2 separate regions of the Mus musculus genome follow, and region 1 is linked to region 2. The links are chromatin contacts, called in public HiChIP or PLAC-seq maps. All regions are on one chromosome and are shown on one strand. Each heading gives the region's core, a stretch centred on a gene start, on an enhancer-like site or on the middle of the called end of the contact. The rest is flanking DNA. Distances are from core to core; before and after follow the strand shown.

Region 1 (4,182 bases), core at 438-2,937, 40 kb before region 2:
GGTCCTGAGTTCAAATCCTAGCAACCACATAGTGGCTCACAACTACCTATAATGAGATCTGACACCCTCTTCTGGTATGTCTGAAGTCAGCTACAGTGTACTTACATATAATAATAAATAAATCTTAAAAAAAAAAGAAAAGCCAGATGTAGTGGTGTACATCTGCCATCTTAGTACTTACAGAAGGAGACAGAAGGGTCAGACGTTTCTAGGCCAGTCTCAAAACAAAACAAAAACCTGAATTTCTCCTAATATCTGGTTTTTATTTATTTAATTGCTTTTTGTTTTCAAAAAAGATTTTAATTTTTATTTATGTGTATGTGTGTGCCTCTCTGTGTGTGAGAATGTGTGTGAGTGTAATAGCCATGTGTATGCAGGTACTACTGGAGGCCAGAAGAGGGCGTTGGATCCCTGGAGCCAGATTTACAGGGGCCATTAAGCTTATGCAGGCACTGGGAACTAAACTCAGCAACTCTGCAAGAGCAGTGTACACTCTTAACTGCCGACTCTCCAGCCTCATTCTAATATTTAAAAATTTTGAATGTGTATGGGGGGGGTGACCATGTGTACAGACACGTGTGTGTGCAGCTGTGTGTGTAGGCCTGCAGCTGACACTGGCTCTTCCTCACTTACTCTTCACTGTATGGATTGAAACAGTCTTTGAATGAAGGTTGGCTGCCTTGCCGAGTGTGACTAGACAACGTCCCTAGGAGGGTCTCCCACTGCCTCCTTTCTCTTCTTTTTTTTTTTTTTTTTTTTTGTCTTTGTTTTTTTTCAAGACGGGTTTTCTTTGTAAAGCCCTGGCTGTCCGGGGAACTTGCTCTATAGACCAGGCTGGCCTTGAACTCAGAGATCCCCCTGCCTCTGCCTCTGCCTCTGGAGTGCACCACCCACTTCAGTTTACTTCCCCTTTTTATTTCATTATTCACTGTGCTTCACAGGCAGAGACAGGCACATGTTTGCCACAGTGCTCTAGTTCTGACCGTGTTCAAGCACATTGGAGTCTAGGCCTCCAGGAGTGCAACAGACAATCCTGTCCAGGCTATCACCTACCAACATGTCTCCCAGAGTGTAGCACCATCATGAAGCAGATACACGTGTCTCTAAAGTACAGCTGAACCCAGCTACATGCTACACAGAAAGGTCTCAATGTTTATTCTCTTTCTACTTCAGAACACTCCTACAAGTCTTTCAAGACTCAATACAAATGTCCCTTCCTCCAGCCAGCTTCCCTGCCTCCCCTGCTCAAACAAAACCCTGGCCACAGTCCCACCCTCTCCCGGAGCTTCTCAGTTAAATTCCTTCCTTTCTCTGGCAGCTCCAGTAAAACCCCGTGGGGCCGGAGGGGCTTTACCTCTCTCTGCCTTCCCCTCGTGGTTTTCTTGGAACACTTGGTTTCTATGAATCAGGTCTCACCATGTAGCTAGCTGAAACCAGCCTCAAACGTGTACAGCCTGCCTCGGCCTCCAAAGCGCTGCAATGACTTGTGTGGAGAGCCATGCCAGAGTTTAGCCCTTGCAATGCTTTCCTCCTCTGGTAAACCCTTCTCTCATCTTCTAGCACCACTACACCCAGTGCTGAAGTCCCAGAGCCTCTGAAGCTGGGGCATGTTGGGATGCAGGGATGCCAGGATTCTGGATGCAGGGTGCAGGATGTAGGATGCATACCTTGGACAGCTTGGGTTGTGTTCCGAAGGGCTCTTGAGCTGGCTTGAGCTGGAGTTTAAGTTTCGGTTCAGGGTCCACACGTCAGAGGGGCAGGGCCAGGAGCCTCAGTCAGTTCCTGTTTCCTCCAGCAGGTGAACAGGGTGGGACCAGAATAACTCTCAAGGCTTGAGTCTGAGGCTGGAGTTGTTCTTGCCAAGCCTTGCTCAGTACTTACTCTCTACCAACTCTATGGAATCGCTGAGACAGCTGCCGCCCTGCTTCCCAATATTGGTATTCTTCTAGTTTTTTTCCCCCTTGAGATACAGCTTTATGCACCCCAATTGGGGTGCTGAAGTAGACTCTTGCCTCGACCTCAGGGTTTACCATCATGCCAAGATTATGCATTGCTGGGGATGGAACCCAGGGCTTCATGCTTGCTAAGTGAGCTACAATCACTTTACCTACTGAGCTACAAGCACTCTACCTACTGAGCTAGATTCCCAGCCTCTTAACAGCAACCTTGAAGTAGTCATAGGTCAGGAAATGGGCATATGGCAATCAGAGAGTGAAAGGCAACAAGTAGGAGAGGCTGCTTGGGGGGGACAGGATACAGGAACAGTATGCATATACAGGACAGGGAACTGCATATGCCCCAGACATGAAGGAGACATGAAAGGACAGACTTGCTGCACACACAACACCTATCATACCTTCCTTTGCAAAACTCATTTGAAATATCATTCTACAGTCATGTTGCCCTCTAGGCCAACATCAAAGCAAGATGGCTTGGGTCTGTAGTTGCAGTACTCAGTAGCCTGAGGCAGGAGGATTTGGGGTTCCAGGCTAGCCTGGGCTAACATAGGGACATTCAAACTCAATATCCAAACTAAACCAAAGCAAGAAAGCAAGCAAGCAAGCAAACAAACAAACAAACAAAACAAACTGGAGTAAACCATAGAGTCCATCTATCTTATTCTGGTTTTTTTCTCCCTTCTGTTTTTTATTTTTCTAAAACAGGATCTCACAGCATCCTGGCTGGCCTGGAATCCACAGAACACTGAGGATGATGTTGCATCTCTGCTCTTCCTGTCTCTATCTCCTGGGTGCTGGGATCATAGAGGTGTCTGTATTTTCTGCGATACTGGGATGGGACCCAGGAGTTCTTTCACCATATGTGAGTACCCTGCCAACTGAGCTGCAGACCCAGTCCATGCCTGATTTTTCTTCTGATTTTAAAATGAACTACAATGTATGTGCACACTCTGGGTCCTGGGTGATGTGTCCCTGTACCTAACAGGCATAGCTGACTTGGCTGTAAGCTTCCTGGCCCACCCCTTCTTGCCTCTGCACCCAGTGCATTTCCGTCTTGCCTCTGCACCCAGTGCATTTCCACCTATCCTGGGTCTTTGGAATGAACACTTTCTAGGATAGAGTTGGTGCCTCTCTGACCCCTGCTCCTCTCCAGGGTGGCATAGGCTTGGGAGTTTCTGGGCTGCAAAGGTCCAACAGTGGAGGAAACCAGTGTAGGCTCTGATGATAGACCCACTTAAGGGCCCAAGGGTTCAGCTGAGTCAGCACATCTGGGCAAGTTATTGTGACTTAATTCATTGACTTTTGCCTAGACTCAGGATGAGATGTGCTTTCACTGGCGGGGCCAACTTCATAGAACTCACTTGACCTCTCCAATCCTCCTCACACTTTGTTGCGCAGGGCTGGTCCTGTGGGGTTCTCTTGTGTATGTGACTCAGTCTTGGAGAACATGAGCTGTTTTGGCTTGGCTCTTTGTCCACCCCACTTCTGAGCAGCTTGGGGACTGTGGTCCTCTAGACTAACATCTTCTTGTCAGTCTGTCAAAGTAGAATTCCCCCACCCTCATGTCTCTGATTAACAAATGGACACAGCCACAGCCTCCAAGGGAAGTGAAAGGAAAACTATCCTCTCAGGACCCTCAAGACCAAGTTCTCAGCACAAAGGAGATTTATTTACTCTAGAGGGATAGGGCAGGGATAAGGTACAAAGACAGGAAGGAGAGGAAGAAGGGAAGAGAAACAAAGGAGAAGCAAGGGAGGGGATGAGGGGTATTTGCTTAGGAAGGGGACAAAGTACTGCCTCTGGATAGAGGAGACTGATGTGGCCCATAGGCAAATATCGGTTCATAAAGGGGGAAACCCTGTCTTAGGATGAGGTGTTTAATTTAAACTGAGCATGTGTACTGGCTGGTTTTATGTGTCAACTTGACACAGCTGGAGTTATCACAGAGAAAGGAGCTTCAGTTGAGGAAACGCCTCCATGAGAGCCAGCTGTAAGGCATTTTCTCAATTAGTGATCAAGTGGGAAAGGCCCCTTGTGGGTGGGACCATCTCTGGACTGGTAGTCTTGGTTCCATAAGAGAGCAGGCTGAGGCAAGCCAGGGGAAGCAAGTCAGTAAGGAACATCCCTCCATGGCCTCTGCATCAGCTTCCTGACTTGCTTGAATTCCAGTCCTGACTTCCTTGGTGATGAACAGCAGTAGAAGTGTAAGCTGAATAAACCTTTT
Region 2 (4,564 bases), core at 850-3,349:
TGGAGGCAGGAAGATCAGGAGGCAGAGGTCATCCTGGGCTATGGTCAATTCAAGGCCAATCTGGGCTGTATGTGATCTTGTCTCAATACTATCTTCAACCCAAAGAAAAATCCTGGGGCTGGTTTCTCATCAAGAAAAGGCACTTGCAGGCCGGGTGTGGTGGCGCACGTCTTTAATCCCAGCACTCGGGAGGCAGAGGCAGGCGGATTTCTGAGTTCGAGACCAGCCTGGTCTACAAAGTGAGTTCCAGGACAGCCAGGGCTACACAGAGAAACCCTGGCTCGAAAAACAAACAAACAAACAAAGAAAAGGCACTTGCTACCTGGCTTGATAATCAGTTTTATCCCTGGGACTCACATAGTGGGAAGAGAACAGACTCCTACAACCTATTTTCTGACCTCCACACATGAGTCATGGCACATGTGCACCTCCTCAACAAACATAAACTACAAATAAAAATTTAACATCTTGGGCTGGAGAGATGGTTCAGCGGGTAAGCACTGTCTGCTCTTCCAAAGGTCATGAGTTCAAATCCCAGCAACCACATGGTAGCTCACAACCATCCTTAATAAGATCTGATGCCCTCTTCTAGTGTGTCTGAAGACAGCTACAGTGTACTTAGATATAATAATAAATAAATCTTTTTAAAAAATTTAACATCTCAAATGGTGCATAAAATGTACTATACAAAAGTAAACTTTTCTGGGCTGGAGACATGGCTCAATGGTTAAGAGCACTTACTGATCTTCCAGAGGTCCCGAGTTTAAATCCCAGCACCCACATGGTGGCTCACAACCATCTGTAATGAGATCTGACTCCCTCTTCTGGAATGTCTGAAGACAGCTACAGTGTGCTTACATATAATAAATAAATCTTAAAAATAAAAAACCAACTTTTCTGCCTTGGTGAAACTTGATTTATTGTCCTGTTTTCCTTTTCCAGATAAATCCAGCAATCTGTGAGCCAGAACACTTGGACTAAAGCCCTAAAGTGTATCATTAGAGTGAGCCATTCAAGCTTTCTAGGTCTTAAGTCTGCCTATCTGTCCACCAGTGTGTGTGATTGATAGATGCCTCATGAGAACTGAGACAGGATTCAGAATTCAGATGATGTACACATAAAAGACTTTGCTACTAGATACAGATGACTTAGTACATCTGTTAGGACAATGTAAAACTGTGTAACCCATTTTTCCTTTGGAGTACCTGTGGGTGGCTATTGTAATTCCAGGCATACAGTATTCACTGTCAGGGTGCCCCTGGCAATGGAGTAAATAACTCCAGGTAAATAACAGAGACTGCAACCTAAGACTGCAGGAAAACTATTCAGTAATTCTGCTGATTAAGTAAAATTTTAAAAAAGGAAATAGGTCAGTTTGTAAGATGGCCCATCAGGTCAAGGTTCCTGCTGCCAAGCCTGAAGACCTGAGTTCCATCCCCAGGACCCATGTGGTAGAAGGAGAAACTTGATCCCTTCGAGTTATCCTAACCCCCACATCTGTGCACTGTAGCACATGTGTGCTCTGCACCACCAAATAAGTAAAATACAGTAATTTTAAAAAGCCATTGAGAGCTCTGCATGACCAGCCTGAGGGAAGACTGGTTTGTGTGAGTGACAGCTGATAAAAGACAAGGCCAGGAGTCATTAAAATCCTGGGAGAAAGCAAAAAGCCTCATAAACTATGATAAGATCAACCTGGAAATTTTCAGGAAAACAAAACACTTTTAGACTGCAGAAGACAGCCGTCTCTCTATAGCCACAGAAGCCTTCATGTAACAAACTACTGTGACCTGGCTGTGTGAAGACTTGTTAACTGGATGCTTTTGTGAGCCAGCTGCTCCATGTTCTTAGGCTCCATGTTCTTAGTTCTCCTGGTAACCCAGACTGCACTTTTGTTTTACAGAAAAGCTAAGTGACACACTCAGTGTTGTATAGTTCCAGTAGTAGAGGTGAGATGCAACCCAGGTTTTCTACTACCAATCCTGGCCTCTCTAGCATGTTTTGTTAATTAGGTCTGAAATGAAAGAGCCTCACCCCAAAGTATTCCCTGTCCTTGAGACTCTCAACACAGCTCAGACACAATAGGAGAGGGTTGAACTCTTGTAGGGCTCTAGTAGAATGATTAGAGAGGCAGGAAGGGATGGTGGTTATTTCAAAGGGTGGAGGCTATTCGTGTCTGGAAATTTCTCAGGGAAATACTGAGCAAACAACAAAAGCACCCTCCACCCCCCAAAGCCAGTGATCTGTCCCAGGGCATATGCAAAACAAGGTGTATAGGGCAGGGTTTACAAAAGGCCCACCCCCTCATCCCCAGCACTTTTCCATAGCAATGTCCTCTGTAGATCAGGCTGTTTTTGAACTCAGATCCACCTGCCCCTGCCTCCCAAGTGTTGGGATTAAAGGCATGTACAACCACTGCCCAGCTAACAAAATGGGTTAGGGTAAATGTCACATAAGAATGCAAGCAACCGGGGCTGGTGAGATGGCTCAGTGGGTAAGACCTCTTCCGAAGGTCCAGAGTTCAAATCCCAGCAACCACATGGTGGCTCACAACCATCTGTAATGAGATCTGACTCCCTCTTCTGGAATGTCTGAAGACAGCTACAGTGTACTTACATATAATATATATAATATATATATATTCTGGAATGTCTGAAGACAGCTACAGTGTACTTACATATAATATATATAATATATATATTACAGTGTACTTACATATAATATAATATATATAAATTACATGTAATTTACATATAATAAATAAATAAATCTTAAAATGTAAGTACAGTGTACTTACATATAATAAATAAAAATTTAAAAATCTTAAAATTAAAAAATAAAAAATCTTAAAAAAAAAAAAAAGAATGCAAGCAACCACTGGAATTCATAGCCTAGACCCCAATCAAGAGGGCCTCCTTTTATTTGCTGACACAAATTCAGACACTCTCCATTAAGAAATGGTGACTGCGCTGCCATCCTGGTTAGCTAGTGCTGTGTTTGAGGAATCATGCCAGATAGGCTTTTGTTTCCTTATTTTCAGAAAAGGGCCATGTGGACCTCATTTTTCCATTGGTAAAGAGGATTTAATCTGTGAGAGACAGCCAACTGCCCACCTTCATCCTGGTCATGGCCAAAGGCACCGGACTCCAGCTCAAAGATGAGGTGGCAAGAACAGAAGATGAAGATGGCCTGTTGTCATTTCAGTCAGAGTTAGACACATGGGGAAAAGGCTAAAGTTTACACCAGAAGGTGGGTTCCCTAGAGCTCCTAAGCACCAGAGCCAGTTCACCTAGAGATGGCTAGGAGCCAAGGTGACACCTACAGTCCTCAGAGAAAGGTCTTGTCACTGAGGGATGGTTCACATCCTTGCTGATAGCTATTTACCTGAACTTTTGGGCACTCTTGTCTAGAGGGTGGTATCTCCAGGAAGGGGGTTGAAGAAATAGGATGGAGGGTTGAGATAGAAGAGCATAGACAAACAGTGTGAACGAAGACAAAGTTGAGCCCCATGTCAAACAAACAGGTCTGGGCTTCTGAACAGGAGTAGCCTAGATAAGCCCTTGAAATAATGGTGAGCTGGGCGTGGTAGCACACACCTTTAATCCCAGAACTTGGAAGGCAGAGGCAAGACTAGCCTGGTTTACACTATAAGACCCTATCTCAAGATAACCCCCACTACAATCACCCTTGGGCCAAAGATAACTTCTGATGGCTTAATCACCCAGCTATAGGAGCATTTTCCCTTATATGGATAAAGATTTCGTGAAGAATGAGTCTCCCTTCCTGGAAGATCCCAACCCCAAGTGTCTGGAATTTCCGTGCTCTATCATGGAGAATAACATAGTCACTTCAAGAAATGCTGAGTTGTGTCCCCTGGGGAACTGAGGCCCTGCAGTCTCCTTTTTCCTCTTTGCTCACACTAAGATAAACCTTGCCTCTGGGAGAAAGGACAGCAAGAGCTGGAGGCATTTAAAATATGCAAAGCATCTCTGTGAGAATTCTGAAGACTTCACTCTGGAAAAAAAGCCCAGCTCTGTTCCTCCACAGACCTACTCACTCAACTTTGATATGTCACTTAGGGAAGTGGAGATTCCTACCTTCCAGGTCATCGATTGTCTTCTCCAGTTTAGAAACTGTCCTTTCTGCAAACTCAGCTCGGGTCTCAGCCTAGGGAAGAAAAGAGTCACTATCCTGCTTCAGATTAGCCCCTCAAAATGTAGGGCAAAGCTGGGTGTGGTCACTCACCTCCTTCAGCTTGTCAGACAGAAGCTTGATTTCTTCTTCATATTTATCCTCCTTTTCAGAATACTATGGGAGAAAAACAAACCAACAAACCCCAAAGGTGGTCCTTAAAAGAGGGAAAAAGGCTGGAGAGATGCCTCAGAGGTTAAGGGCTCTTGTTGCTTTTACAGAGGGCTGGGGTTCAGGACCCAGTACCCACATGGACGCTCACAACCATTTTGTAAGTTCAGTGCCAGGGGATCTGACACCCTGCCCTACAGTGCAGACATACATGCTGGCAAAGCACTTACACATATGAAATAAATACTTAAGGGAAGGAAGA

The links. HiChIP or PLAC-seq counts read pairs in DNA pulled down with a chosen protein or histone mark.
Region 1: an H3K27ac HiChIP or PLAC-seq map of embryonic stem cells shows a contact between it and region 2, with 10 read pairs. The contact joins the promoter of Hsh2d here to the enhancer-like site in region 2. A contact is called at or near these places in 3 of 39 promoter capture datasets (embryonic stem cells and macrophages), 2 of 484 Hi-C or Micro-C datasets (B cells and embryonic stem cells), 8 of 115 datasets of contacts at active chromatin or transcription factors (CD8 T cells, double positive thymocytes, embryonic stem cells and 1 more) and 3 of 9 other capture datasets (adipose tissue, liver and pancreatic islet).

Annotation. Positions count from the first base shown.
Region 1 is chr8:72,187,173-72,191,354 of GRCm38.p6, reverse strand. It overlaps Hsh2d (hematopoietic SH2 domain containing), which reads right to left and starts at 1,687. Exons shown (of 6, transcript NM_197944.1): 1 at 1,668-1,687.
Region 2 is chr8:72,146,801-72,151,364 of GRCm38.p6, reverse strand. It overlaps Tpm4 (tropomyosin 4), which reads right to left. Exons shown (of 8, transcript NM_001001491.2): 6 at 4,246-4,308; 7 at 4,098-4,167. Among named protein-coding and RNA genes, the nearest start is that of Rab8a, 12 kb to the left of the region's middle. Within about 2 kb of position 2,099, at least 14 of the 459 cell types and tissues checked have an H3K27ac peak or open chromatin away from gene starts, as enhancers often do. A contact at or near this core is called in embryonic stem cells, where this site is marked.